2 separate regions of the Sus scrofa genome follow, and region 2 is linked to region 1. Evidence: chromatin contacts called from public Hi-C data. All regions are on one chromosome and are shown on one strand. The core of a region is the stretch at or near the end of the contact, and the rest is flanking DNA. Distances in the headings are between cores, read along the strand shown.

What was found. Hi-C and Micro-C count contacts between places; a contact is called where the count stands out from the background.
Region 2: a contact with region 1 is called in a Hi-C map of embryonic fibroblasts, with 2.6 times the contacts expected there. The contact joins two enhancer-like sites. A contact is called at or near these places in 2 of 47 Hi-C or Micro-C datasets (embryonic fibroblasts and skeletal muscle) and 1 of 2 datasets of contacts at active chromatin or transcription factors (skeletal muscle).

The regions. Positions count from the first base shown.
Region 1 is chr2:3,867,117-3,870,678 of Sscrofa11.1, forward strand. No RefSeq gene overlaps it. Among named protein-coding and RNA genes, the nearest start is that of CCND1, 240 kb to the left of the region's middle. Within about 2 kb of position 1,760, at least 26 of the 83 cell types and tissues checked have an H3K27ac peak or open chromatin away from gene starts, as enhancers often do. A contact at or near this core is called in embryonic fibroblasts, where this site is marked.
Region 2 is chr2:4,030,994-4,034,555 of Sscrofa11.1, forward strand. No RefSeq gene overlaps it. Among named protein-coding and RNA genes, the nearest start is that of TPCN2, 72 kb to the right of the region's middle. Within about 2 kb of position 1,613, at least 12 of the 83 cell types and tissues checked have an H3K27ac peak or open chromatin away from gene starts, as enhancers often do. A contact at or near this core is called in embryonic fibroblasts, where this site is marked.

The DNA of each region.
Region 1 (3,562 bases), core at 510-3,009:
CCCTTCTCGGGCACCTTTGGGCCGAATGCACCAAATGCCTTTAAGTTATTGATATTCTTTGACGCAGCAACTCCCTTTCCAGGAAACTCCCCCACCGAAATGCTCAGATGTGTGGGACATCTGAACACACACATATGTTCACTGCAGTGATGTTTAAAATAGTCAAATAAAAAAATGGCCATGACCTGAATTTGCATCCCTGGGACTTGGACAGTATTTTCATGGGATTCTGCTGAGCCATTCAACGTGGACAATGCGGGGAGCCGTGTTCATTGGCCAGAAGCTGCCATGACGTGCAGGTACCTGGATAAAGTTCCAGAACAGCAGGTGTCTGACCTGCTGATGGCAAATGGGAGACTTAGAGGCAGGTCTGCAGGTGTTCAGGGTTTTCTGTGGAAGCGAGGTGGCTTTCAGCGGTTTTTTTACTCTTTCACTCCTGCTTTCCTATAGTATGTGAATTGTCTAGATGAGTCTTGTTAATACAATCAGCAAAAGTAGTCAAGGCATTTTATCATTTCTAACAGAGCTGCCCTGTAAAGGTTACCCCTGGGAAAGGGAAGGGGGGAGCAACAGACCGCAACCTCTGTCCCCTGATATATGGGAGCTGGGTCAGTCCTCATCTGGTCCCTGGAAAGAGGGAGTAAAGGAGCCAGATTTGAGTCTGACAAGACAAGAGTGTGTTATCCTCAAATTTGGGAGGCAGCCCATCACAAATTTTGCCTTCTTGGATAGGGCCTGGGGATTCTAGGAGACTGAGAATGTTAGAGGCACAGGGAAGGACTCTTTGGTTTGCAAAGTGCAGATGCCCAACTCAAACTCCCAGAGGCTGTTCTATGATCTATATAACTTGGAGGTTCAGGGCTAGATCAGGCTACCTTCAGGTATAGCTGGCTCCAGGTGCTTCAACAAAGCCCCTGCGGTTCTCTTCCTCTTCCCCTTTCTCCTATCTTCTCCTTTCAGTTCCTCTCATCTCTATTGCACTTACCAAGCCCCAGAGAGAACTTGGCTTGCCCAGCCTGGGCCGTATGCCCACCCCTGTGAACAGGGGAAGTGGGATACCAAGACTGCCAGCTCCCCTGAATCCACTTTGAGGGGGAGAGAAATTGTATAAAAATCTCTGAAGGAAAGGGAGTGCTGCTGCCTGAAGAAGGGGGTGAATCCTGTTCCACAGGGGAAAAAAAAAATCGCAGGAGCCAAGATTCACTGCAGACACATCCTATAGATTCTGGTACCTGTCGGCGGAGCAGGCACACGCTGAGGTCTTTACGTCTGTCTTCTGGGATTTGCACGCTCATGAGTATTCACAGGTCTTGGTCCCTCTGATCCCCAAATGGTCCAAAGAGGCAGACAGGACCTTTCTCCCTTGATTGTGAGGAAACTGAGGTTCAGAGAGACCTGGTACGTGGCCCAGCTCGCCAGAGTGTAAGTAGCAGTCGGCTTCTCCATTGTCAGATCTTTCTGTGCTCTGCTCTCAGGCTCAGGCTGTGAAGCATCTTCACCACCCCTACGACCATTAAAACCAATGCACCCCCCCCCACCAGGGTCCCCACCGCCGCCATCCACCCCACCAGCACCGTAACAACCACCAAAAACCTCCCTAACCCCACCCACCGGGGAGTTCAACCCAGAGCCAGAGTTCTTAGCTGTCTGTAGGCACAGCCAAGGAACTGTGAACCCAAACCAAAAAGCAGAAGTTGCTAGAGTCAGATTTTCCTAGTGGGAACTCCTTTCTTGGCAGCCAGGCCCGGCTCGGCTCTTTCGTGGCCGGCGCCCAGCATTCCACTGGGCATTGTGATGCTCTCTGCGATGGCTGGGCTGATCCCGAGGGCCTGGGATCGTGTCTTAGGGAGCAATACACGTGAGTCACCGGGGCTGCTAATCTTTGGAATCTGACAAGGTTTCTACTTTGGGAACCTACGGGGTTGAGTCAGCAGTGGTTCATGCAGCCAACAGGCGGTGGAGCCCGGAGCACGCCCTCCTGGTTAGCCTTTTGCTGGGGCTGCTGGAGGCCGGGGCGAGCGCTGGGGGCTGCGCCTTTCCGGCTCTGGGGGACTCCTCTGTGGAACTTGGGGACAGCACTGAGCTTCAGTGGTAAAACGGGGCACCCCGAGGTTGCGTGGTAACGGGAAGGGTGGAACCCCGGCCCGGAGCTGGGCGAGGGCAGCCTGTCACCAGGCTGGCCCTGGGGCTCTTCCACTCCCCTCTGAGCGGGGCTCCCTGTGCCTTTCTCCCAACTTTCGGGGAGGCTGGCTGGGAGGGTGGTCCTGCGTGGTGCTGCAATTGTGCTCCCTGGCAACCCCATGTACAGTGGCATCTCAGAGGCCTCTTTGGGGTACGGGGTCCCCTCTCCAGCCACCGCAGGTTGGGGCGAGTGTCAATTCAGGTTCCCCCAGGCAAGAGGTGGCTGAAACTGGGAAAACTGCAGAGTGGAGGGGATCATGCAAAGTCACCAGTGTGTGGCACCCCAGGCCCTGTCCCCCCGGCCCAGCCCAGGCTGACCACGCAAAGGCACTAGTGTATGGCATCCCTGGCCCCTGGGCCCCCTGCCCAGGCTGACCCTTCCAGGGGAAAGCACCTCTGCCAGAGCCCGGAAGGGGAGAATCCTGGAGAGCGAGGTGCTGAGGGAGATGCGACCTTCAGTCCAGGGACACAGCTGCCCAAGGTGACCCCCAAGGGGAGAGGCTCTGATGTGGATTCCCAGGCCCCACGCTCCTCCCGCCCACACCTGCAGCCAGAGCGTGCCCAGGGCCAAACCCACCAGGAAGCCAGAGGGTATGGGAGCCCAGGAAAGGATCCGCTGGTTCAGCCCCTGGGGCAGAGAGCAGGGCGGAGGGTGGTGTTGGAGGCGCAAAGGAAAAAGTGTCCATCACAGGACATGTGGCCCGGGGGCCCCACCATGTCTCTTATGGTTCGGAGAAAATGCCCCTGGTTTCGGGAATCTTGGGATGTGCCTGAAGCCAGAGGTTGAAACATCACAGGAAGTAGAGGTATCCGTTGGAGTTTCCCTCCCGAGAACAGGGTGGGGGGAGCTTCGGGAAGGGGAGCGAGGAGGCCAAGGGGACTTCCCCTCCAAGAGGCGGGCTGGAGGCTCAGGACATCCATGCAACACCAGGTCTTCTACCGTGTCTGGGGGTCCTCCGGGGGCTGCAAGTGGCCCTGAACACACCATCTGGGGCCTGCAGCACCTTCTCATTTGGCGGCGTGTCCACTATTCCTACAAGGAGACCATCGGGGACCAGGGACCGCAGAGCCATTGCCAGCGGCAGTCAGGCATGGAAACATCCATTCCTTCCTGGAGGCTTGCGTGCCCCTGGGGAGACCCCCAGGCTCCACCTCGGCTTCTGGACACACCAACACCTCCACCCACTGGTCCCTCTGCAGCCCTGGGCCCTGACGTCCTCGTTGCACGGTGATGGGGCAGGCACCCCAGGCAAGATTTAAGGAGACACAGGGAACCTGCCATTCTTCCAGCTTTTAAGGGGTCAGAACCGGCTGTGATGGAGGAAATGCAGGCGTTGTTTTTATTTTTTAATTTATTATTAATTAATAAATTAATTAATTT
Region 2 (3,562 bases), core at 363-2,862, 160 kb after region 1:
CCCAGGGGAGGGCTGGCAGGACCATGGGGCTGCTTCCTGCCCCCTCCTCAAGTCCCATCCAGTGGGCACCTTGCCACACCACACTAAGAACCACAGACTGGGCTGGGCATCCGTCCCCTTCCGCCAGGCTTGTGGAGAAACACCGCACGGTACAGCCCCACACAGGTGGAGCTGCCGTTGGTGTGCCGATTTTAAACCCTCCTCAAATGTATCCAATTCTTCCCCCTCACGCAACCTTTGCACCCCGGGCGCCTGGTAGGTGGATCTTCTCCCTACTGTCTCTTTGCATGATGCTGCCGAATTAATCTTCCCAAAACACATACACACGAACCAGCACACTCACACACACACACACACACACACACCCCGAACCCTTCAAGAATACCCCTGAGCACTGCCCATTTTAGAAGCTCTTTCGCAAATCACCTAACTCGCATTAACGCACTGAATCTTCCCAGCAACAGGGTACGGCATTGCTGTCCCCATTTTGCAGATGAGAAAACTGAGGCTCAGCACAATTCCGTCACTCCCCAGAGACCCTGCAGCTAGTAAGCGGCGCCTCATCCTTAATCAGCGAAGCCAGGGGTGACACCCTCTTGGCCACTCTGTCTCCCGGGGGGCCGGCAGGGTCGAGACTGGCCTTTGAGGTTCCCCCACCATCTGGTCATTCTACAGCTCATCGCTTAAGCCCTTGGACTCTCACGCAACCACTTCACTCCCCAAAACCAGGCTGCTCTCCCTCCTCCTCAGACACATTTCTTTTGCTCACGAAGCCCCCCTCCCAGCCGTAGGATGCCTGTCCGGCCCTGTCGTAGCCAGAGTTTTTCAAGATAGACCCTAATCCTTCTCAGCTCCTTGTATTTACACCCGTGTGCCATCCCTTCCACTCCAGAGAGCGCTGTGAGCCAGGAGGATGTTGCAGAAACGCGGGTGTGTGATTCCTGATGTTTCCTTGGAGATCAGCCCCTCGGGGACGGGCAGGGCAGCCGGCCAGCACACTGTAAGGAGTTGAGCAGCCTGAGCAAGGCCCACGTGGTGAGGCGCTGAGGCCTCCCGCCAACAGCCAGCAACAAGTTGCCAAACGTACGAGGAGCTGCCGGGAGAGCACATCTTCCAGCCCTGGTCAAGCCTTCAGATGATCCGGCCCCAGACAGCATCGTGGCCGCAGCCCCAGGAGAGACCTTGAGCCCGAACCACTCCGCTAAGTGCCTCCTAAATTCCCAATGCCCAGAAACGGTGTGATAATGAGGCTTATTGCTGTTTTATATCATGACGTTTTAGGGACGTGTGTTGCACAGTAAGAGGGAACAGAGCCACTCCTCCGTTTTTCTGAGTCCTTCCCACCGGGGTCACGCCTGCTTTGTCCCCGTGATGGAAGAATGGGAAATTCTGTTCTGGCCACAGATTTTTACATCCCCCACCCCTGCAGAAAACCTCGACCTACGCCTTGGTGTGATGTTCGCGCCAGGGCTCCGAGAACAAACAGGAGCCTGAGGATGGGACCCTGCCTGCTCCCTGGGGCCCCTGTGCCTGGGCCATGGGTCTAGGTGTGGACACAGTGTTCATGAGAAAAGTATTCCAGCTGTCAAGAGAAATTCCAGGGAGCGGAGTCGAATCATGATTCATTGGCAGGAGATGACTAACTTCCGAGCAACTCTGTCCTGCTTGGATCAGGCACCTGCTGGACGGAGGCAAGTCTCCAGCACGGACTGCTCACAACAGGTCTTGGGGGAAATGCCATCATCATATCCCAATCGTGCAACCCAACTGCCTGGTCACAACGCTGGGACATGTCCCAGCCAGGACTCCACCCTCTGTCTAGCCCCACTGTCCTCCCAGCACCCCCCACCCCTCTCTCAGTGCCACCTGCTCCACCATCCAAAGCTGATCTTCTTACACCAGCCAGAAGGGCCATCATCGGAAAGTCTACAAATAACAAACGCTGGAGAGAGTGTGGAGGAAAGGGAACCTTCCAACACTGCTTGTGGGAACGTACATTGGTGAAACCACTGTGGAAAGCAGTATGGAGGTTCCTCGGAAAAATAAAAAGAGAACTACCATATGACCCAGCAACCCCACTCCCAGGCATCTATCCAGAGAAGACTATAATTCAAAAAGATACATGCACCCCAATATTCATTGCAGAACCATTCACAATAGTCAAGATATGGAAGCAACCTAGATGTCTATTGACAGAGGAATGGATAAAGATGTGGTGTATATACACAGTGGAATATTACTCAGCCATAAAAAAGAATGAAATAATGCCATTTGCAGCAACATGGATAGACCTAGAACCTATCATGCTAGGTGAAGTTAGTCAGACAAGGAAAGATAAACATCATATGATATCGCCTATATGTGGAATCTTTAAAAAAAAAAAAAAAGGATACAAGTGAACTTGTTTGCAGAACAGAAAAACTTATGGCTACCAAAGCAGACAGGTGGGGACCTGCCGTGGAGTGCAGAGACCTCTACCCAGTGTTCTGTGATCGTCTGTGTGGGAAAAGAATCCGAGAGTGAAGATGTGTTTATGTACGACTGGGTCACAGAAATTATCCCAGCCTTGGAAACAGACTATACTTCAATAAAACTTGAAAAAAAATCTGGTCTCTTGCACACAGCCAGCACACACTCGGCCCGCACACCGGCCCCCCTATCAGGGTTCAGACATCACCAGGCCCCCGGAACCAGGGAAAGATTCAATATCCCACGGCCACACGCATCAGACAAGGGCCGGGTCATCCGCCTGCATCCCAAGCCACCCGGAAGACTAAGGGGGAGCACGAAGCAGGGCAGAGCTGGGAAAGCAAGGCCAACCCAGAATCTCTCCCTTTGCTCACCATTCACACACAGAGATTCCCTGAGCACCTGCTCCAGCCAGGCATCACTGAGCTCTAGACCCCAGGGGGATGGACAAATTCTTGGGAGCTTAAGGTCCAGCTGGGAGAGGCTTTGAGCCAGTCGAGCCCGGTTCTCTCGTCACTGTTCAGTCGCCGTTGAGGCTGTCATCTGCCTCTCTCTGGCCTCAGTCTCCTCCTCTGTATAGTGGGGGTGATTTCAAGGGGTTCTTCTCACCCAGGGGTGACTTGCCCACCAAGGGACACTGGGGCTCTCTGGGGTCATTTTTGGCTGTCACCCTGAGCTGGGGCTGGGTAACTGGCATCCAGCAGCTAGGCCAGGGATGCTAGCCAACATCCTGCAGGTACAGGACACAGCCTCCCCCACCGCCCCTGCAAAGACTAATTTGCCCCAAATGCCAAAGTTGCCAGAGCAGAGAGGCCCTAATTTCGATGATTAGATGACACTTCTTGTGGAGAGGTCCCAGCACCAGCCTGGCATGTGGACGGTGGGTCCCTTGCTCTTCCCCTTCCTGGAGCTCCTGCTATAACCACGGATCCCCAAACCCTCCAGGACACCCGGCAGTTGGCCCAGCTGATGTGCACACAGCTTCCTGCCTGTCGCCCATGTACCAGGGGCGGAAGAGGCCCCTGCTGGACAAACCATTCACGGAGCAGGAGGCAAGCAGCCTGAGCTGCCTCTTAGCCCTGCGGGCCCAGGG